Regions from separate parts of the Mus musculus genome. Here all the other regions are linked to region 3. Evidence: chromatin contacts called from public Hi-C and promoter capture Hi-C data. All regions are on one chromosome and are shown on one strand. Each heading gives the region's core, a stretch centred on a gene start, on an enhancer-like site or on the middle of the called end of the contact. The rest is flanking DNA. Distances are from core to core; before and after follow the strand shown.

The links. Promoter capture Hi-C pulls out the DNA fragments that hold promoters and counts their contacts. Hi-C and Micro-C count contacts between places; a contact is called where the count stands out from the background.
Region 1: a contact with region 3 is called in a promoter capture Hi-C map of pre-B cells, with 5 times the contacts expected there. The contact joins the promoter of Dnajc28 here to the promoter of Setd4 in region 3. A contact is called at or near these places in 3 of 39 promoter capture datasets (the 3T3-L1 cell line, liver and pre-B cells).
Region 2: a contact with region 3 is called in a promoter capture Hi-C map of embryonic stem cells, with 5 times the contacts expected there. The contact joins the promoter of Rcan1 here to the promoter of Setd4 in region 3. A contact is called at or near these places in 10 of 39 promoter capture datasets (the C10 cell line, the HPC-7 cell line, cranial neural crest and 7 more), 5 of 484 Hi-C or Micro-C datasets (CD4 T cells, bone marrow-derived macrophages, muscle stem cells and 1 more), 20 of 115 datasets of contacts at active chromatin or transcription factors (SST interneurons, Th17 cells, astrocytes and 13 more) and 4 of 9 other capture datasets (adipose tissue, embryonic stem cells, liver and 1 more).
Region 4: a promoter capture Hi-C map of hippocampal neurons shows a contact between it and region 3, with 4 times the contacts expected there. The contact joins the promoter of Donson here to the promoter of Setd4 in region 3. A contact is called at or near these places in 5 of 39 promoter capture datasets (the 3T3-L1 cell line, cranial neural crest, embryonic stem cells and 2 more), 1 of 115 datasets of contacts at active chromatin or transcription factors (astrocytes) and 1 of 9 other capture datasets (liver).
Region 5: a promoter capture Hi-C map of liver shows a contact between it and region 3, with 4 times the contacts expected there. The contact joins the enhancer-like site here to the promoter of Setd4 in region 3. A contact is called at or near these places in 4 of 39 promoter capture datasets (embryonic stem cells, hippocampal neurons and liver) and 2 of 9 other capture datasets (adipose tissue and macrophages).
Region 6: a promoter capture Hi-C map of hippocampal neurons shows a contact between it and region 3, with 4 times the contacts expected there. The contact joins the enhancer-like site here to the promoter of Setd4 in region 3. A contact is called at or near these places in 2 of 39 promoter capture datasets (embryonic stem cells and hippocampal neurons), 3 of 115 datasets of contacts at active chromatin or transcription factors (astrocytes, embryonic stem cells and forebrain) and 2 of 9 other capture datasets (embryonic stem cells and macrophages).
Region 7: a contact with region 3 is called in a Hi-C map of liver, with 4 times the contacts expected there. The contact joins the enhancer-like site here to the promoter of Setd4 in region 3. A contact is called at or near these places in 2 of 39 promoter capture datasets (hippocampal neurons and liver), 1 of 484 Hi-C or Micro-C datasets (liver), 1 of 115 datasets of contacts at active chromatin or transcription factors (embryonic forebrain) and 3 of 9 other capture datasets (adipose tissue, liver and macrophages).

The regions. Positions count from the first base shown.
Region 1 is chr16:91,617,589-91,620,480 of GRCm38.p6, forward strand. It overlaps Dnajc28 (DnaJ heat shock protein family (Hsp40) member C28), which reads right to left and starts at 1,411. Exons shown (of 2, transcript NM_138664.2): 1 at 1,170-1,411.
Region 2 is chr16:92,464,669-92,467,483 of GRCm38.p6, forward strand. Rcan1 (regulator of calcineurin 1) reads right to left here and starts at 1,501. Exons shown (of 4, transcript NM_001081549.2): 1 at 1,165-1,501. The coding sequence starts at 1,410. Gm46555 (a long non-coding RNA gene) reads left to right here. Exons shown (of 4, transcript XR_003951847.1): 4 at 1-1,166.
Region 3 is chr16:93,602,279-93,605,329 of GRCm38.p6, forward strand. Setd4 (SET domain containing 4) reads right to left here and starts at 1,537. Exons shown (of 12, transcript NM_145482.3): 1 at 1,288-1,537; 2 at 859-933.
Region 4 is chr16:91,687,260-91,690,158 of GRCm38.p6, forward strand. It overlaps Donson (downstream neighbor of SON), which reads right to left and starts at 1,469. Exons shown (of 10, transcript NM_021720.1): 1 at 1,148-1,469; 2 at 536-616. The coding sequence starts at 1,453. Cryzl1 (crystallin, zeta (quinone reductase)-like 1) reads right to left here. Exons shown (of 13, transcript NM_133679.2): 13 at 2,063-2,656. The coding sequence ends at 2,557. Gm10785 (predicted gene 10785) reads left to right here and starts at 1,639. Exons shown (of 6, transcript NR_040389.1): 1 at 1,639-2,021.
Region 5 is chr16:91,764,641-91,767,462 of GRCm38.p6, forward strand. All of the region lies in intron 1 of Itsn1 (intersectin 1 (SH3 domain protein 1A)), which reads left to right. Among named protein-coding and RNA genes, the nearest start is that of Itsn1, 37 kb to the left of the region's middle. Within about 2 kb of position 1,346, at least 32 of the 459 cell types and tissues checked have an H3K27ac peak or open chromatin away from gene starts, as enhancers often do. A contact at or near this core is called in embryonic stem cells and liver, where this site is marked.
Region 6 is chr16:92,104,519-92,107,590 of GRCm38.p6, forward strand. The region is part of intron 2 of Mrps6 (mitochondrial ribosomal protein S6); the gene reads left to right. Among named protein-coding and RNA genes, the nearest start is that of Gm41496, 20 kb to the right of the region's middle. Within about 2 kb of position 1,448, at least 60 of the 459 cell types and tissues checked have an H3K27ac peak or open chromatin away from gene starts, as enhancers often do. A contact at or near this core is called in hippocampal neurons, where this site is marked.
Region 7 is chr16:91,793,902-91,797,189 of GRCm38.p6, forward strand. The region is part of intron 5 of Itsn1 (intersectin 1 (SH3 domain protein 1A)); the gene reads left to right. Among named protein-coding and RNA genes, the nearest start is that of Itsn1, 66 kb to the left of the region's middle. Within about 2 kb of position 1,345, at least 30 of the 459 cell types and tissues checked have an H3K27ac peak or open chromatin away from gene starts, as enhancers often do. A contact at or near this core is called in liver, where this site is marked.

The sequences.
Region 1 (2,892 bases), core at 161-2,660, 2.0 Mb before region 3:
CACTCAGGCATTGGACACACATGGTGCACAGCCATAGTGTAGGCAAAACACCATATGTATATAAAAAAGAAAGTCAGTTCTTTGTAACAATGTTGCTAAACAAGAATATATAAGTATCTATGACTTTTCTTGGTGCAGCTAGAAAATGACAGTGATGTTTGGCTATCACATAGTGTGACAGGAACTGAAGTCTACTGCTTGAAGACAGGGTTTCTCTCTGTGTAGCTCTGGTTGTTCTGGACTCACTTTGGAGACCAGGCTGGCTTCAAACATAGAGAGATCCACCTGCCCCTGCCTTCCATGTTCTGGGATTAAAGACATGCATACCTCCGCCCGGATCCAATGCACAGAATTTTAGATCTAGAAAGTTGTTAAAACTCATCTAACCTAATTTTCTCATTTTATAAGAAAACGGGTCCAGAAGGTTAAGCAACTCTTAAGGTTAACCAAAGAACTTACATTACCAGGTACTGCAAATGGTTAGGTTTGGGGCACAGTAAAGCTTAACTGCTTTTTGCTTGTTTGTTTTTGAGATAGGGTCTCTCTACATAGCCCTGGCTGTCCTGGGACTCATTATGTAGACCAGGCTGGACTTGAACTCACAGAGGTCAGCCTGCCTCTGTCTCCTGAGTGCTGGGACTAAAGGAGAGCATCCAAGCCCCACACTTGGCTTAGCTATACTCAGCAAATTACACATTTCCCTGAGCACAATTTGTGTTGTTGTTTTGTTTTGCATACAGTGTAGAATGGTCGTCACCATTTCCAAGTATCTAACTTGCTGCATATCAAACAGGGAACATACAGACCGGTACTCAGTGGGACACCAGATGGGACTGAGAATCAAGAATGCAAGCGACTTTAAGGTCTGCACCTCGCTATTTGCTAGGTGCCAGGGCAAGGAAGGGCGATAAAGGGTGAGAGAGCTTTTGCTGTATTTAAAAACGCATGGTCCTGTGGAAAAAGATACTGAACACTGACGAAAGGCAACGGAGTACTTACTGGAGGATTACTGATCCTTTGAATGTAAGGTGCGTTTTAGAAGTCATGGTAGCCCGATGTCACAATATAGGGGTCAGTGGATTTTAGAGTTGTCTGGGATGCCGGTGGTTATGCTCACCGTGGTGAGGGGTGCCTCAGAAGAGTGTCGGTCCGCTGCACCCCCTACTCACCTTCACAGACGTGATGGGGGTTCAGCGGCTCGAAGCTCAAGCTGCGCCTTTGCGCAGCACGCGTGGCCCGCTCCGTCCCTGTCTCGGCTACTGGACCCTCTGCCGCGCTACACTGCAGAGCCTTTCTTCATACCTTACTACGACAGGTAGTTTCCCTCACCAGGGACAGCGATCTCTTTCTTATAAAACCATCCCCCACGGAACAGAGGACAGACTCCCCTGGACGCTTGTTGTTGTGCCGGGGGCGATAGGCCCCGCCTCTACCCGCTTTCGAGGGCAGGGTTCGGCCGATTTGGATTGTGGGAAATGTAGTTCTCCGGCAGGTGCAGAGTAGAGGCATTAGGGCCTGGAGAGGAGTTATGGCTTGTGATAGATTTGTGACCCCAACGTGTATGTAATTTGAAGAGCACTGACCTCAGTAAATTGTTTTAAATGGAGGAAGATTAGGCCGTTTGCCTCTATGGGACACCTGCACCGTCAGTAGGCTTCTTTAAGCCTAGAAAGATGGTCTTTCCTTCAACCAAGTTTGGATTAAAGGTGTGCGCCACCACTGCCTGGCCCAGCCAAGTTTGTTTGGGTGGATGGCTCTTGTTTTTTGACACTGTCTCCCTTAGCCCAGGCTGGCCTCACACTCGCTATGTAGTAAAGAGGGATTTTGGGTTGCACATCCTCCATGCTTCCGTTTTCCAGGTGCTGGGATTACACAGTAAAATTGCTACTTGTTTATGGAATGTTGGGGATATAAAACCAAGGGCTTATGCATGCAAGGCAAGTTCTGTCAGGGCTCTGCGTATTGTACGATACCTCACCCCATTGAGCACCGCACATAGCCAGGGGTTGGAAAAGAAGGGAAAAATGTGTCTTTGGTTTTATTTTATTCTTTATTATTTTATTTTTATTAATTATTATTATTTGGTTTTTTTGAGACAGGGTTTCTCTGTGTAGCCCTGGCTGTCCTGGAACTCACTCTGTAGACCAGGCTGGCCTTGAACTCAGAAATCCACCTGCTTCTGCCTCCCAAGTGCTGGGATTCCCTGCCTCTTGTCTCTTGAATGGTTAAAGACATGTCACCGCACTCCATCCTAAAGATACAGTTTTAAAAAAATTAGCGGCACACTTTTAATCCCAGCATATAAAGGCAGAGTCAGGTGGATCTCTGTGAGTTTGAGGCCAGTCTAGTCTGAAACTCTGTAGACCAGGCTGGCCTTGAACCCACTTGCCTCTGCCTCCCAAGCGCTGAGATGAAAGGTGCGTGCCACATCTGGCTTTGAAAATCTTATTACACCGGTTATGTTTTGTATGTGTAGTTTCGTGTTTTGTATGCTGTGGTCTCTACTGGTGGAGTTGGTTGTCTGCTTCTGTCGTGTGGATCCTGGTGGTCAAGCTTGAATGAAGGTAGAGTCTTTACAGGTTGGGCTATCTCAATCTTGAATAACTAATGTGTATATAGTAGCCGCTCACACTCAATGTGTCTAAATAGTATTCTGTTGTGACCATCATGAGAGCCAAGCATTGTGGGAGTTTGGCTGTGCTGCCTGAAAAGTGTTAGCCCATCGCCCGGGCTTGCTGACTCAGCACAACCTTCATCTGGGTCCACTGCTCCCACCTGTTGTATGCAAATCTGCCTTAACTGCCAGTGGCTGGCGGAGGGGCTTGGGTATATAGGCCAGGGAAGGCAATTCAGGAGGCTGGCTAAGCTCTGTAAGGAAGCCTAGTGATGTCT
Region 2 (2,815 bases), core at 251-2,750, 1.1 Mb before region 3:
CTAGAGCACCGTCGTCGCCTTCTGCTACCGCTGATATTTACCTTTTCTGTTTCCCTCAATCAAACATGTCAGCAAAGCTTTCAGCCCTTGGCACTGAGTCCACATGTCAATGAAGTGGAGCTGAAGGTCGCTGCCAAGAGAGACACCACTGTGTCTTGGTTATTTATAATTTATACGGCCATTTACTTTCAGAGAGGATTTACAATGGCTATGCACACGCTTCAGGACATCCTGTGTAGAGAGAGCAACAATTGTCACAGCTCGGGGCTTTTCTCATCGCTCTCTGCCGGTTGAGCTCTCGCCAGCACTTCAAACCTCTTTTAGGGATCTCAGGCTCTCTTTTTCTGTCTGAAGCAAGATCAGTTCAGAGTGAGACTGCATTTGTCTGGGTGCCTAGTATCCTGGAACAGCATTGTCTAAGGCTCTGCCCACTTGGCCAGTCACTCATTTCCACATTTATTAAGATTCTGTTGTGAGGCTGTTCTGGGATCGGAAGATACAGCAGAGAATCAAATTGCATTTTTGCCTTTAGGGCAAGTGCTCGATGAATTATCACCTGAAGTGGCCAAGGGAACTGTTCATGGTCCGTTGGGGTTTAGCCCCTGCCCTGCATTTACTGTCAAAGGAAGGGTGCAGCTCATTCATTGGGAGGACGGAGAAAACAGACGTGACTCACCGTTCATAAATAGACTACGCTCTGCGTTCTCAATCTGCACTATTGGAAGAAAAGCCAGTGTTTGGGTGAGGATCCTGGCTGCTCATTATCTTGCGGTTGATTGGCCAGTTTTGGTTGAATGCGGTTGGGGGGAAAGTCTTTCCTAAGCCTTTAGGATATTTAGTTCACCCTTAAAGGAGCGACATGCCACCATCAGGGTCACTGAGTACATTAGGAATTGTTCCTTCCTCGCCCAAATCCACACAAATTTGACACCCTGGGAAGGAGATGGGGCAGGTCTGAGTAACCAATCATGGTACTTGGGAGGAGGAATTGATTTCTGATCTTCAATGATCCCGTAGAACACGACCTGGACTATGTAGGCTGTGCAAAAGAAAGCTCGTCTCCAGTGTCTGAGACCCCTGGAGCAGGGCTTCGGCCCGTCCCCGCCCCGGCCGCGCCCCGCAACAAGTGTCCGCCCTCCGCCCCGACGGAGGCCCGGTCCTCACCCGGCACAGGCCGTCCACGAACACGCGCGGGTCCAGGTGGCAGGCGATGGTGGCGCTCGGCAGGTCCTGCAGATCCACCTCCTCCATCTCGCAGTCGATGAAGCTCCAGTCGCCGCCGCCGCCCCCGTCCCCCTCGGCAGCCGCAGAGAAGGGCGCGAAGGGCCGCAGAGTCACCCTACGGGGCGCCCGTGCCTCGACCGCCTCCGCCACCTCTCCGAGCCGCGGCCCGGCCACGCCGTCCTCCATGCCCGGCGCGCGCTCCCTTAGCTCCGCTCCACTCGGCGCCGCGGCCGCCGGCTCCCGCTTCACCCTCTGGGGGTCACCGCGGCGCCGGGACGCCGCCTTCCAGTGCCCGCCCTGTCCGCCTCCGCCCCGCGCGGGAGGGGCGGCCAGCCTGCGCTCGCCGGCCTCGAATCGTAGCTCTCGCGGAGCCCAAGAACGTTCCCTTTAAGGTCGGCCCACTCGGGCCATCAAGTCCCGCCCTTCCTATAGAGCAGACCAATAATACGACGGGATTTTTGTCACGTGACACCCACTCTGCCGCCCTAAGCCTGAAGCCTTGGGGCGGCCATATTTGTTAGGGGCAGAGGCCTCTGGCCAGTTCTGCTTTTCTGACAGCTGGCGGTGCCTGTTGAAGGACACAAGCCGGGTGTTAGCCTGTGGAACGGTAACCCGGAGGCAGAGCTTCTGCGGTTCCCACGCGGCGACGTTTGGAAACACGCAGCCAATTTTAAGGACTTAAACTAAATCTAGTTAGAGGCTCTGTTCCGTAGACGTTAGCAGTGCTTAGATACTTAGTGCATATTGTCGCGGAATCACAAATAAGACTTGAGTAACATCGTGATATGGCCTTATGTTTATAGTTCAACGTGTTAGTCATTATGTTACTGTCCAATTTTTGGATAATTAGAAGCATTTTTTAGCACAAAATGAGTGGGTTTCAATAATTATTTTCATACATATATCGTGTATTTTGTGTATACACAGATAACACTGTATTTTGTCTCCCATCGCCCTCCCTCGTGCCTTTTCTCCAATTCTGCTGGCTGCCTCTCTTTCCTCTAAAAACTTCCCTTTCTGCTTTAGTATCTCAAGAAAAAGAAAAAAAGCTATGTGTATCAATTACTTTCCTGTTACTGTGATAAAATACCACGACCAAACAATTTATAAAAGAGTTTCTTAGTGTTCCATATAGCGTCCCAGAGGGATAAGTGTCCATTGTGGTGGCTAAGTAATAGGTATGGCAGCCGGAGGCAAGATGCTGAGAGATCAAATCTCAGCCACAACCATGAAGCAGGGACATGGAACTAGAAACAAACTAGATAGGTGAACTGTTTCTACTACCAAAGCCTGCCCCCGGTGGCTCACTTCCTCCAGGAAAGCCAAACTCCCTAGACCTCCCCACACAGTACTACCAACTGGGGACCAGTGTTCAAATGGCAGACTTCCCAGGAGACATTTCTCATTCAAATCCTTGTAGCAGGAGGGCAATGGGTCTCAACCTGTGGCTCTTGACCCCCTTGGAGGTCCAAGAACCGTCACGGGTTTTGCGTATAGATCTCCCACATATCAGACATTTAGACAACAATTGAACAGTAGCAAAACTGTAGTTATGATGCAGAACAACAAAATAATTTTCTGGTTGGGGGGG
Region 3 (3,051 bases), core at 287-2,786:
GGCAAAATTATTTTATGGCTGGGGTCACTATATCATCAGGAATTGTATTTAAGGATAGCAGCATCAGGAAGGTTGAGAACCACTGCTTTAAAAGGAGCAAACAAAACCATCAGGAGGCCCTACCGACTAAAATCTCACAGCTGATTTTCTAAACATATCCTCTGGTGACTTTCACAGCTCAATGCTAGTGAACATTTAGTATAGTGCTACGTAACTGTGCTGAAGAACACACAGGGACTGGAGACACAGCTCAGTGCACAGAAGAAAACGAAGGCAAAACATCTATGCACATAAAATAATAACTAATACAAAAAATACCCGGTCATTATGAAGCACCCATCAGTTCAAAAGTCTTAGAAAAAATAAATAAGCCCCACTCGGTGTAAAGTGGATTTTTAGCTCTAAAGGTCAGAATGATTAAAATGGGCATTCGCAGTAGACTAAAGAGAGCACAAGGCAGAGAGACCGGAAGACATAAAATGACTCCATTCCACATTAGCCTCTCAGAGGCCAAAAAGGAAAGATCCAGGAACAGACAAGAGTGTAGACCAACTGTAGAAACTAACAACAGAAACACAGGCAAGCGTCCTTGGAAGATACATGCTAACATTTAAAACCATACAAGAAATACTGAGTAACACTAAAGTTGAAGAAAATTCTAGTTTAAAAGATAGGGGCGGGGAGTGGGCAGCTGGAGAGATAGCTCCGGGGTTAAGAGCGCAAGGGGCTCCTGCAGATCAGGGTTCAGTTCCTAGCACCCGTATGTGTAACTCCACTGCCTGGGGATCCAATGTCCTCTTCTAGCCTCTCTATACACTGCAAGCGTGTGGTGCGTAGACATACCTGTAGGCAACTTACCTTTATACATAAGATAAACCCCTTTGGGTCCTGCCTCTGGGTAAAAAGAATGCCAGGACTCTGTAACAAAACGCCCTAGAGAACATTATATGAAAGCATTCTTTTTTTTTTTTTTTTTTTTTTTTGGTTTTTCGAGACAGGGTTTCTCTGTGTAGCCCTGGCTGTCCTGGAACTCACTCTGTAGACCAGGCTGGCCTTGAACTCAGAAATCTGCCTGCCTCTGCCTCCCAAGTGCTGGGATTAAAGGCGTGCGCCACCACGTCCAGCATTCTTAACAGCCTTTACTACTTCCATCCTACCCTGTACCGTACTAAAGTGACATCCATCTAACATGTGCCAAACCAGTGGAAATGATTTTAAAATCTACTCTAAAAATAAAGGAGGGCAGGAAAGGACCGCCCACCAAGCCGCCCAGGTAGTTTAATCTACCTCGGCAGCAAGACTTGCTTTACGAGTCAGTCTGGAGCCAGGCACCAGGTCCGTCCTGGAGCCCACGTGTGGTGCACAAGGACGCGCAGTTCCACCGCAGCCCTGCCCCCTGCTTGCCACCGGGGCCTCAGTGATGGCCACACGCCACAGCGCCGTCCTGGCTCGCAGTCCTGGACGGACCGGACATCAATCAATCCATGCCACCCGCACCAGCGAACCAACCCAGGCCCGCTGGCCGCACACCACGCCTGCGCAGTAGTCGCTCTGGTCCTGACTTCCGTTCCGGGAGAGGTTCCACACGCGCAGAGGAAATTGGGGTCTGGAGCTACACAGAACTCAAAAAAGCCAACGGAACCCCGCTCCCGTTGCCCAGGCAACGCCAGGCCCACCGGAAGTGCTCCTGCTTACCTTAGAAACCGCGGCGAAGCCGGGGTACGGACGCAGACCGCTCCACCAGCTACGGAGAAAGCGGCTGCGGTGCGGCGAGCCTACGCCTCTGGCACGCGCATGCGCAACTCCCAGGCCTCCACAGCTACGCCATAACGCGATGAGCATAGCTGCTGACCCATGCTCCAAATAGCCAACGGGAAGTCTTTCCTCACCGTGTCCTTTCTTCCTCCGACTTCCTGCCCCCTCCACCAGACTGGCTTACCTGATCCCCACCTTGCCCTGCCCTCCAGCTGCCAGGACCCAGGCGGTCCATTCTCCCAGACAGCCTGTCCCCCGCCTTTCCTCTTATCCACTATGAAGGCATTTCTGTCTTGTCCCAAGACTGTTACTGGAACTGTTAGGGTCAGAGTAAAAGTACGAATTAGGATTATGGGAAGAAATAAAAAGAGAGAGAGAGAGAGAATTTAGACGTCCTCAAACAGCGAGGAGCAAGCTTTACTCAAAGAAGTGGGTTTTCTAGTTCTAGCTCTGCATGTCGCGATCCAAGCACGGGACTTTGTCACATAAAGACCAGAGGTCAGGAAAAGGCACATTTCATGCTTTAAGCTGGAGTTTTTGTAGCTAAGGATGTGGAAGGGAGAAAGGGACAGAATGAGAAAGCTGGGTTCTGACACTACAGCGCCTGTTGTACGTTTTTGCAACCACTGCCACTGGGATAGATATCTGATGTGTTAGAATGTCAGGTCGCGTCTTAACAGCATACTAGGCCAAAACAGTTCCACGTGGAAGAGGTTTTATTGAGAGAGAGGGACGAGGTGGCGGCGGAAAGAGAAAAGAGGGAGTGACAGAGGGGGCGTTCTCCTTATTTATATGGAAAATGACGTAATGAAGGTAAAGGTGGGAGGTGAGCCAAGTGGATGCTGGGAATATGCTGCAGGTCGCGCTGTCGCCTATGTGATGTCATAGGTTTGGGAGGTCCTGATGCTAACAATATCAGCTACTTTTTATTTCTGCAATCTCTGAATCGCTACGTTTGAATTCAATTTCAGGGTCTTGATTGGGAGGGGGGGTCGCGGGGGGGGGGTGCGGTGTTTGTTCCAGATCCTTTATATGCAAAGGATAGGGGCGACTGTTTCTGTCTACCTAGTTCCTGCTGGCAGGGAGCATCATTTTCTAGGGGTTTGATCTGGCATGACTCTAAAAGAAGTACTGTTTTGGCTTTGATTTGTATGAATAACTGAGTAATGTCAGTGAAACGATCCAAGAGAAACTTCTGTTAAAAAAACAAACAAACAAAAAAGTTAGGGCTCGGTATGATGGCACATGCCTTTAACCCCAGCACTCTGGAGGCAGAGGCAGGTGGATCTATGCTAG
Region 4 (2,899 bases), core at 219-2,718, 1.9 Mb before region 3:
CCACCAGAGCCCATGTCTAGTATCAAAACACCTGTATAGAAATAATCACTCTCAAGTTTCTCTTTTCTTCTCAGAGAAGGTTCTCATGTGTCCCAGGCTGGCCTCAACTGTCTCTGCATCTGAGGATGCTATCAAAGGCCTGGCAATCCCTCCTTCACTCCAGTGAGACAGCTCTAAGTGTACAGCATCATGTCCCATGTAATTCATGGAATTCCTGGGGATCCAGCCCTGAGGTCTTTGAACATTAGGCAAGCATTTTACAAACTGAGGTTCAGTCCCAGACTTTGAATTCATTCCTGGAACTCATTTTTTCAAGAGAAAAGCTTTTGAGAAGTATGTTTATTAGAATATACATTATATTCAGCCCTTTGAAAGTATTTCCTAGAGTGAGCCATTGAGATGGCTCAGAAGGTAGAGGCACTTGCTTCTGGCCTGCCTGACAACCTGAGTCCAATCCTTCTACTCACACAGTGGAGGGACTGGCCTCTACACACACAATTGTGGCACAAACTAGAAATGTAATTTTTAAAAGTACCTGGGACAGTTCCGTGCCAGTTCTTTCATGAGATGATGTGTCCTCCCACAGCAAGTTATTTTCTTCATTAGAATCTAGAAGCTGAGGTTAAGAAAAGAGTGGTCCTTTTAAAACCTAAGCGATGAGGGAATGTGAACTATGTAAGGGCTCACCTGGCACACCAGGTTCTCAGGAGAGTGAGTGGGAGCTCACATCCATACAGTACCATGTTTCATTGCAGATTTGTGCCTGAACTTATCTAAACGGGAGGAAAGGCCAGACTTTGACGCATTTAATAACTGATACAAAAATCTTAGACCAAAAGTTCCAAAAAAGCTTTATGAGTAAAACCAACATTTGTAAATTCTGACCCGATTTATCTTCAACAGTCCACAGTAATTTCAAGTGCCTGAGAAAAAGGTCTTGAAAGGATGGTGAGAAGGCAGATTCTGTGGCTTTCCATCACAGTTCGGAGGACTATTCGAGCCACCTTCCTGGGTATCCATCCCTAAGTCCTTCTTACAGGAGAGGGCAGCCACCCCCTCCCCCGCCCCAGCTCAGGACATCAGCCTGCGGCGGCTGTTCGCGCCCATTCCCACCCCTGACGCCCGGCTGCGGGACGCGGAGACTCACCGGGCCCGACGCCCCCTGAGGACCGCGGAGCGGCTCTTCGCTGGCCTCGTCCGAGACTCGCGGCCGGTTGTCCAGGCGAGCGAAAGGGTTCCTGCGGGCGATGGTCGCGGCGGCGCCTCCTCTGCCGCCGGCGGTCGGGAAGGGGCGCAAGGGCAGCCCAGCCGCCAGCGCGGCGCGGCGGGGCGCGGGCTCCGGCAGTGAGGCGGGCACGGCGGCACCATGGTCCCGAGACCTTTTCCGGCGGAGCCGCACGGTCTCAGGCGGCCTCTTGAAGCTAGGCGAGTAGCCGGGCACCGAGACAGCCATTGCGCAGCACCGAGGCAGCTCCGCAGCCCTGCCGGGGCTTCCCGCGCGCCCCGGCCCCGCCCAGACCCCGCGCTGCTCACGGACTGGAGGCTCCTGAGGCCCCGCCCCGCCACGGGCCCGCCCCGACGGAGCATGCGTGCCAGGCCGTGCCGCCCCGCCCAACAGATTTCCCGGTGGCCGCTTCCGGCCGGGCGCGCGCAGCTCGCGGCTCTCCTGCTGCGAGGTCGGCGTCGCTGAGAACGCGACGGCGGCGCGCGGCACCCGGTAGGGCTCGGAAAAGGGATTAACAGTACCAACTCGGCAGCGGGCGTAGTGTCAGCCCCGGGTACGGAGCATGAATGCACAGCAAACAACACATTGATTGGTGGTGATGGGCAGTTACTTCTCTCCGTGAGAAGCCGCAATATCATTCTGAGAGAGACGGTGATGGGCCGAGCTCAACACAGTACCCACGAGGGGGAAATGTCCGCCAGCTTCAGGCTAGCCGCAGGCCAACTCTTCCACCCTTGTCCCCAGTGCCCGACCACCGCAGCCCTCTATGCAAATGCCGTCACTACTACAGGACCAGGTACTATGATTCCGTATGATCTCGGAGAAATTCAGAGTGAATGAATATTTAAAAACATTTTAAATGCCAGTGGATTAGATACTTTGAAGTCGGAAAGTACAAATGCTAAAATAATGGCATCAACGGTTTGTTAAGGAAGGTGTTGAGAATGAAGTTGATAACAAAATCAAATGACGTTTGGTATAGCAAAAGCATGTGACAGATGTATTTGCTAGAATAGTGTAGCTTTTGCTGAAAGCAGTTTTCTTAATGGAAAGAATTTTATAGCAGAGGCAAAGTGTACAGATACAATAACTAAAAGAAGCTTTTGGAATGTCCCCTTCAGATGGTAAAAAAATTATCTGGATTGTTTGCACATTAATTTTGGAAGTATTTTTCAAATATGTCAAATAACCAAACATCTTACTGTGGCAGGAAAACAGGCTTAAAAATATAAAATCTTGCTTTATCGTCCTTGGTTTTTCTCAACAATTTCCAAAGAAAACTGGCTTCCCCCACTGGTGTGGGTGCATCCGACTGAGATCAGGGAAGAGAATTAAAATTGAACGACTTGCTTTTTTCTTTCTTGATTTTTCTGAACAACTTCCATGGAAACCTTTGCCTCATACAGTGGGATGGGCTCATCGAGCAGAGGCCTGAGGAGGGAAATGATTCGAGATGTCAGGCACAGGCACAGAGGAGCACAGCACGCAGGATGCAGTAGACCACACATTTGCTTATTTTCCTTTATCTAACACAAGCAGCTCGAGCCTTTAATCCCAGCACTGGCGAGGCAGAGGCAGGTGAACCTCTGCAAGTTGCTGGTCAGCCAGCCTGAGCTAGATAGCTATCTTAAAAAGAAAAATCCAAACAGAAATTACAAATGCATTCATTAATAT
Region 5 (2,822 bases), core at 96-2,595, 1.8 Mb before region 3:
ACTCTCTTTGGTGTGGGAGAAGCTTACTTAGTGGACCGCAGACATCTTGTCAGTGACTACAGCACTAGCCACACATGGCTCTGGCCCTTGAAAATGTAAATCTGCCCGAGGATCTTGTTCAGTCTGAGTGGCCTCCTCACCACCGAGACTCATGGGAGGTCTGTCTCCACGATGTCAGCACCTTTGGGTGCTTTAATCCCCCCTCTATGTAGAAAGCGGCTTGGCTGGTGCCCTTTCTTCACTGCTGCCTGTCTCTCTGCTCGGACCTTGCTGCTCCGTGAAGCACTGGGAGGCCAGCGTGTCTCTTGACCTGAGCATGACCGTTCTTTGGATCTTTATGCTCATCGTGATAATCTTCATGTGGTGAGCACAGTAATCGATTAAAGCTGAGATCTGTCAGTTTGAGGGTTTTTGTTACAATTGCAGGGTGATAATTTAACAACAGAAGCTGACATTTGGAGCTTTTTACTCTGCATAAAGTAGGGGTCCAGGTGTTTTACTTCTGTTAAAACTCATAGTTAGCTGGGTGTACTTGTACACGCCTTTACTCCCAGCAAGCACTCCAGAGGCAGAGGCAGGCGGATCTCAGTGACTTCCGGGCCAGTCTTCTTCACATAGTGAGCTCCGGAGCTAAACGGAGACCCTGACTCCAACAGACAAAAGCCTCTCACTCAGTTACCATTGTTAAAGAAAAATTATTCTGAAGTTTGTTACAATGGAAGGAGAGGCTTTATTCTCGAGACTATTGAAAGGAGAAAGAGAAAGCAGCCTCTGCTCCAAATTCAGTGAGGACAGGTGGAAATTTATAGCTGTGTGCGGAGTAAGTAGGGTGAGAGAATTACTAAGAGAAGACACTGAGGGTAGGAAAGATGATTCCTTCAGAACTTACTGTACCAGTCTGCTTGGGCATAGACTGGACACCTTAAGCAGCAGAGGGCGGTAGGCGTAGTTGCGAGGAAGGCTTGCTTAAAGAGAGAGGCCTGGCTAGCCGGGCGTGGTGGCGCACACCTTTAATCCCAGCACTTTGGGAGGCAGAGGCAGGCAGATTTCTGAGTTCGAGGCCAGCCTGGTCTACAAAGTGAGTTCCAGGACAGCCAGGGCTACACAGAGAAACCCTGTCTCGGAAAACAAACAAACAAACAAACAAAGGCCTGGCTAAAGTTTGGTCAGAAGAGACTTTGTCAGGACTAGGAACCCCTGGGTTCAGAACCACTTGTGTTTAATTCTTGTAGCTCCTGCAGTTTATAGATCAATATGTGAAGCTTAGAGAACAGGAGCTGGGACACTCGGTCACTGGTAATGTTAAGCTGCTGCCGCTGTCACCTGCCCTTGCTGTCATCCTAACTGTTGTGAAATGGAGCGGTCGGTGTGTGCCACTGAGGACAGCTCCGGCTGTTGCCAGCACCGGTGCCATTGCAAAGGTGCGCTTTCCCCTGCGGCATGCACTTAAGTGCGAGCCACTTGGCTGAAACGGAGCACAGATGGCGCATCTGCACCGGTCGGGGTCCGGTTCTGTTCCCTTTAAATAGTCATCAGAAGAACTTTTGTTTTGCGAGATTTCTGTGTGTTGCCTCTTATAGTAGTCAAAGGAAGGAAATGAAAAATGGGATTTCAGATGTTCTCAATAGAAAGCTTAATTGTAACCATTAATCTGTTTTCATGAAAAATTGTTTAACTATGGGTGAATTATCAAGTAAGCCCTATGAATCAGCTGTTTGTTAGATGGTGCTTGGTGCCTGTTTTTAAGTGATTTCACTTGATTTTCTGAGAGGAATAAAAGGGAGTGGTTTTGTACCTTTGGTTCCCTGGAGTTTCTGTAGTGTATTAGAAGACGCTAGCTTGTGGGCAGGGCCTGCTCTCCCACCCCTGGGAGGCTGTGCTAGGATCTCAAGTCTAAGCCCATAGAGAGATCTTATCTCCCCTCTTCTGCTGCAGGGGTGGTGGCTTATGGCAGGACTTCCCTAGGATGCCTTCTTTGACTGACAAGGAGTCTTACTGGCTGAGCATTGTGGCACTCACCTTTAATCTCTGAAAACCAAAATAAATAAAAAGAACCCTGCATTCTTTCATCCCCCCCACACACTTATGTTCTTTATGCGAGGCGTGGGGCTGTGGGGCTTTACCTGCCACACCTGATTGACACTGATTGAAATCCGGGCACACAGGGCTAACAGTGTGCCCCACCTCGCTGCCCTGCGCTCCCAGCCCCTCTCTGCTGTAGGTTAGTCTTGTGCTGCTGCTTCTCCTTTTTAGCCAGGATGGATCCCCCCAGTGGGCCTTAGGGAGGTCTTAGGCAGCTTAGGAGTCCACAGGGCTCTCTTGGTTTATGTAGTGACATGGAAGCAGAAACAGTCATTATTCAAGCTTTGGATTGTTAATGGATATTTATAACCTACCCAACTTCTCTTAGTTTTGCTTTTTTTCTGTGTTTTCTAAAACTATGCACCACGTAAAAATTTGCTCTTGGTGAGCACTTTTTGATTATGTGGCGGACGTAACCTATTCTATGATGTTGAACGTATAACCAGACTCTTGCCTGCCCTTACTCTTTCTGTGTTTGAGACAGGGTTTTCTTGCGTAACCCCTGAACCCTCAGTTCTGCCTTTATATGCCAAGTGCTGAGTTACTGGTGTGTGCCTCTGTGCTGACTTCAAGAGCTGGCAATGGTTCTGTGGTAACGGAGCCAGCTGTCATGCGCGATGACCTGAATTCAGTCCTTGGCACCTATCAGGTAGAAGGAGAGAACTGACTGGTGCACTCTGCCCCCCACATATGTGCTGAAGCCCGTGCACACGTGTGTGCGCACAGGCACAAATAATAAA
Region 6 (3,072 bases), core at 198-2,697, 1.5 Mb before region 3:
AGGCCGCCATAGGACTGCTTACCCACCTGGCTGCCTGCTGTGTTCTGTTCTCTCTGTGTACAGCATGTGCTTAAAAGGCTGGTTGTGTACTGATTAGACTTTTAGATTATCACACTGATTTTTTTTTTCCCAAAATGATCTGTCCACTTATTGGTTCGGTTAATGGTTAAAATAAAAATGGGAAATGGAAACTGATTGGAGTGCTTTGCTGTCACTCTTTGATTGGGATGTCCTCTTTCAGGCCTGTCGGGCAGTTGCAGGGGAGTCACAGTTGTAAGTGGTTCTGCCATGAGTGAGAAACTCACAGTGACAGGATGGAGATGAGAGAGGTCCACACACCAATACCCTCCGCACTTTGCTTCTGCCTAAGTCGCTGTGCTCAGTAGTTGTTCCATTGCGGGGCTGCAGTCCTAAAAGTGAGTGAGGTACATTCCCAATCCCCTGGACACCCTGGTCTCTCTTTAGCCTTATTCATGTCTCCTTCTCTGGATCTGCAGCCTATGGAGCCTGCAGGAGGTTGTAGGGCGCTGATAGCAGAACTGCCTTCTTGGCACAGGTCTCAGCTTTATGCCTTCATAGGCTGTCAGGAGAAAGACAGTGTGCTGCCTTCTGAAACTCTCCATCATCCAAGGGTGTAGGAGGCACAGTTGTAACTGGGGGCTGGGATGGTGTCTCTCAGTGCTCTGTTGTCTGGGCCCACAGCTGAGTGTGGATGGTAGTAGCCTGGAAGGATCTTATGGAAGTTGTAGAAGCCTGGACTAATAGCACCAAACTTTGGTGATTTTTAAAATGTCAGCTGGCCAAAGGACTGTTCTAAGAGGCTGTCGCCTGTGCATCTGGTTGCTTCAGCCTTCTGAGGTTTGTCTGCAATGCACACTTGCCTAAGCTTATTTAGATAAGTAGTTAAGAAAGAAAAGGATACTGTGGAAGCAACCAGGAACCTTGCAGCTGTTTTTTTGTGTGTAAGAAGCCATGGATAGACTGGGCCACTCAAACACACAGGTTGAGTATGCCTGGACCTCAAGGAGTAGAAAGAGGAGATGGTGGTGATGGTTTGGCTTTCAAGGAGAGGTGGATGCAGTGTATCTATCTGCCCATCTCTGAGCTACTTTCCCCTTCTCTGTTGGGTGTTTCCTTTTCATGGAAATTTCCATGGTGTAATGAGGAGCCTGGGGAGTAGAAACAGTCTTTGCCCACATCAGCCCCAGGCACAGATCAGCAAAGTGATAAGCTTGAAATGGTAGTCACATGCTGAGGTTGTGGGCACAAACCCGCTTGCAGTTTGGCCAGAGCTCTTGTTTGGGTTTGGTTGCCAATGGCCTGGAAGACTGGTGGAAGTAAGTTAAAGGGTAAAGGTCACAGGGTTGGTAGCAATGGAGACACCTAGAGGCGGAGAAGCAGCTGATTCTGGAAAGCTCCAAGCCTGCGGTTTTCCTTGAGAAGCCTCCAGAGTGCCAGTACTGTGTAGCAAGGGAGGAGCTGCAGTCTAGGGCCCTGGCTTCCCTCCACAGGACACTGTGGGAAAGTAGACCAGTTAGTTCCCTTTCTGGTTGCCATTTCCTCAAGTGAAAGGGATTGGGCTATACCTTCCTACCTATCGGTTACAGCCTATAATTCTGTAAGTCTTTTGGTCCCAAAGTTGTCAGCAGCTTCATGTGTGTGGGAGTGGAAAGGCCTGATCTGTGTGACCCTCACTGCAGGGCACGCACGCGCACACACATGGCAGCGGGGTGAGTTAAGGAGGCCATAGAAGCCTCCTGAGTCTCTGTGCTTGTTGACATTGAATTGTGATGTTGAGAGAGACTAGAAAAGGATGCCGGGCAAGAACGACACTCAGCTTCATGGCCCCTTCTTCATTTCCTCAGCTGACACACAAGGTTCCAACTGCCCTCCTTGAAGACATGAAGACATTTTGGAAATTAAAATGCATTAAGACTCGTCTTTTCAAGGTCTGCACTGGGAGGTTTCTGGAACCTCTGCTCTGCGCTTCCATCCCGGGCGTTCCTTTTGCTCTTACGGCAGAATGCTACTGAAAGCTTTGTGTGTGCGTTTGGATGGGTTGGTACGCAGTGACCAGGAAGACGGCAGCCTGGAAGGCGGCTAAGGCGGCTCTTGGCATCTGTAAGCTCGCTTTTCCTTACACCGTCAAAATCTTTCTGCCCATAGGTGTGCTTGAGGGATCCGTGAGGCAGTTGGGTGGAAGTGGAAGAAAGCACTGCCTACTGTTTACTGTAGTGAAAACCGAGGCTGGCTCAGAACTGGTGTTTAAATAAGTTGACTCTGGACTGTAGGAAGGGTAGAACTTAGCACTTACAGAGGGAGGCTTGGGGCACCACAGGGCTGGCAGTAGTGCTGACGCATTCCGGGCTAGGATGCCGGAACTGAATCTGTCCCTCCTTGTCCCCTGCCAGCGCAGGGCTGTGCATGGACAGAAGCAGGAGACAGTAAGCAAAGTATAGATGAATAAATCAATAAATAAATCAATAAGGCCTCTTAGAGAGTATGGTGTGGTTTGGAAGAATATTTTGGTAAATACCCAGTAAAAGAATGAATGGACAATAGGAAGGAAAAAAATGCTGGGGACTGTGTTGGATTAAAGCACTCCACCCACCACCAAGTAGCCAGAGTGAAATAAATGAGTAAAAGATACTGGCCATTAGCATGGAGGAGGTGGTTTAAGACAGTTCCCACGGAACATTCTAGACTCTGCTTCCTAACCTGCTTAAGGTAAGTAATCACGATTTAGGGTTGAACAAGTGAACAATTCATAAATTGGGTGGTTACAACCCTTTAGTTTGTGTGTATGTGTTGGGTCAAAATAAATGGAATTAAGCCTTGGAGAGAGAGTGTGGGGAGGTTGTTGTGTAGCGCCCATAGCCATCACAAGGCGTTACCTCCTTCATTGAGTAAAGACACACATTGCGTGTGGCCCCAAGAAGCCATTCCAGTGGTGTGGTGGCCCAAATGAGAAATGTCCCACATAGGCTCCTGTATTTAAGTACTGAGTGTCAAGTTGATGCTATAAGAACGTTTAGGAAATGCAGCGTTGCTGGAGGAAGTGCCTGACTGTGG
Region 7 (3,288 bases), core at 95-2,594, 1.8 Mb before region 3:
AAGCCAAGGGAAAAGGTCAGCGGGTGGAAGGAGAGCATTCCATCCGTGTTCAAGGACACGCTCGCACTCGGCTGCTGCAGCTCTGTCTCCTGACTTCACAGTGCTTCAGTTCTCAGAGTCTGTGTTTCTCATTGTGTATGAATAGTTCCTTTGCATTGTGATAACTCAGCCTTTTTTTTTTTTTTTTGAGATTATAACATTTCCCCCTTCCCTTTTCTCCTTCTTCTCTCATATACCTCTCCTTGCTCTCTTTGAAAATCATGGCTTCTTTTTTCATTAATTGTTAGTGCATGTATGTGTGTTCCTAAGTATGTAAATACAACCTGCTCAATCTGTATAATGTTATTTACATGTATGTTTTCAGGGCTAACCACTGGGTTACCAGATAACTCTTCCCTGGGGAAGCTGATTTCTCCCACTTCTGAATTCCTTAGTTGCCATAGTTATTTAGGATCGAGGGCTCCGCCGTCCTCCCTTACAGTTTGCATTGTTGTTGTTGTCCTTGCTTGGCTCATGTTTAGGCAGTCCTGTTGGTGAGACTGCATGGGTGTAGCTCTGACATTTCCAGGAGGCACAATCTCACAGAAACTCCCTGACCCTCTGACTCATACAGTCTTTCCGCCTCCCCCTCCACAACGGTCCTGGAGTTGCCCGTAATGGACAGAACTCTACAGGAGATGGCTGTCTTAGGACTAGACTCCACAACTCTGCATTTGATTGCATGAAGTGTGTAATCGTCTTCCTCTGTTGCAGAGAGAAGTTGCCTTGATGAGGGTGAGGACTACACTTACCTATGGGTTTAAGGACAAACATTTAGACTGTTTAATTTAGATTTTAATAAGAGGCCGTTATGGCTTCTCCTCCGAGATCCGTGACGTTACTAGCTTTGGGTAGTTGGCTAGGTTTCCAGTACCAGCCATGACTTTCCTCCAGTTTCGTGACTCTTAAATCCAGCCAGAGAGCTGTTGGTTCCCACCCATGTCTGTGCCACTTCTGTGTCCTTAGTGGTTATTGTGCCAGTTCCTGTCACGGTTGTGGCTTGTGAGTGCTATAGTTGAGCAGGACCGTTGGCTGTTTTCCTTCTTTGGAAGCTTGCACAGTGGCACCTGAAGGTTCACAAACCTCATTGTAGTGCTAGTCAAGTTTCCAAGTGCCTATGAGGAACATTATAAACTCAAGTCATAGCACTATATGCCTTTCTTTTAGGGACCGTTGGCCACAAGGCTGGTTTTCTAAGGGGAAGGCATGAACTTGGGAAGATTGTTAGGTTAGTAGGACAAGGGTCTATGAGAGGACACACAAAGCTATGCATGAGCAAAGTCTAGGAGGAGCACAAGCAAACAGTGTAGCAATGGCACAGGTGACCTAGCCTGAAGCTGGCCAGCCTGTGCAGGGGGACTTTGCACTGGATACTGGAACGTACTTGCAGCTAATTGTTCAAGAACTATGGGTTAAAGCATGTTTGGTTTGTTTTCTTTCTTTCTTTCTTTCTTTCTTTCTTTCTTTCTTTCTTTCTTTCTTCCTTCCTTCCTTCCTTCCTTCCTTCCTTCCTTTCTTTCTTTCTTTCTTTCTTTCTTTCTTTCTTTCTTCCTTTCTTTTTTTTTTTTGTTTGTTTTTGGAGACAGGGTTTCTCTGTGTAGCCCTGGCTGTCCTGGAACTCACTCTGTAGACCAGGCTGGCCTCCAACTCAGAAATCTGCCTGCCTCTGCCTCCCAAGTGCTGGGATCAAAGGTGTGCGCCACCACGCCCGGCTGCATGTTTGGTTTTCTTTTGGACTCCTCCAAAAGGGGACTGCAAAGTGGAAAAAGGATCCATTTTTTAATAGAGATGTCCCGATTCTTCTTTTCCCCTAACCCTGGGTGCAGTTCTTTCTTTGACAATGAATTTGCTTTCTCTTTTTCTGCTCGGTGACTTTCAGTTTCGTCAACATTGCTGTTCTTTTGAGGCCCTTCTGGACCCTCAGCTTAGTGTTTCACAGGTGTCTGTATCTCTTGCACTGCTACCTCGAAACCCTGGCTGCCAGCCTGAGCCATACACCAGCCACCACTCTGCCGTAGGCTCCTTCCTGCGACTTCTCACCTTATTCTTACCCTGAGTCAAATTACTCGAAGACCCAGTGTTTTCTGCTGTTTGTAGGACCACTCCCAGCGCAGTGGGTAATGGATGGTGATGTTAGCGAGCTCATAGTAGCCTTGAATGCGTTGTCTTAGGGAGGACTACAACAGTCTCGTCACAGTCTGAATAAGTGCAGCTGGTTTTGGTGTCAGGAAGGTGTACACTGTGTTAGGGAGGAAGTGTGGTAAAGGCACGTGGACTCCGAGATTTGAGTCTCCGTGTGCTGTGGTCTGGTGGTTTCAATAGAAATGCCCCCATAGATAGGTGGGCTTCCATGCTTGGGCATAGGGAGCAGCACTATTAGGAGGTGTGGCCTTGTTGGAAGAAGTGTGTCATTATGAGGCAGGCATTAAGGTCTTATATGCTCAAGCTACACTTAGTCACCTGCTGCCTTCCAATCAAGATTTAGAACTCTCAGCTCCTTCTCTAGCACAGTGTCTGTCACGCTTCTCACTATGTTGATAATGGATGAAATCTCTGAACCTCTCAGCCAGTCCTAGTTGGGTGTTTTCCTTTATAAGTGTTGGCATGGTCACGGTGTCTGTTCACAGCACTGGCAACCCTGACTAAGACTCGTGCCATTGAAAGCTGTACTAAAAGGGAAGGCACTACCAGTGAAAATTGAGCATGGATGGGAACACTGGGGTCCTAGAGTGAGCGAGCACGGCTGGAGTTGTTCCTGAGAGGTGAGGCAAGAACAGGACAGGGAAATAGTGACTGAACTTGACCTGTGGGTATCTCAGTGACATCCATGTCAGTGACCGAGAAGTCATTGGAGTCGTTAAGATCAGTGCCTGTGACGGGGCTGAAGAGGGCTTGACTGAGGAGGAGGGAAGGCCGCTGAGACACTGCAGTGCTGTACAGAGCAGGCCATGGTGGATACAGGATTCCAAGAATCAAGGATGCGCATCACAGGAGGTGACAGCATCCAGACCCAGCCTCCAGTGAACACACTTAACCTGAAAATCAGTCCGTAGTCAACAGTCCTAGCACTGGGGAGACAGAGGCAGGAGGATTGCTGCAAGGTCAAGGCCAGCCTGGCCTGTATAGTGAGCTCCAGGCTGCTCAGAGACTTCCAGAGACCTAGTCTCAATGGACAAACAGCGTACTCGTTTGATGAGGGGAGGGTGGTTTTGCTTTTGTTGGCTTGCCATGCTGGGATCACACTCTGGA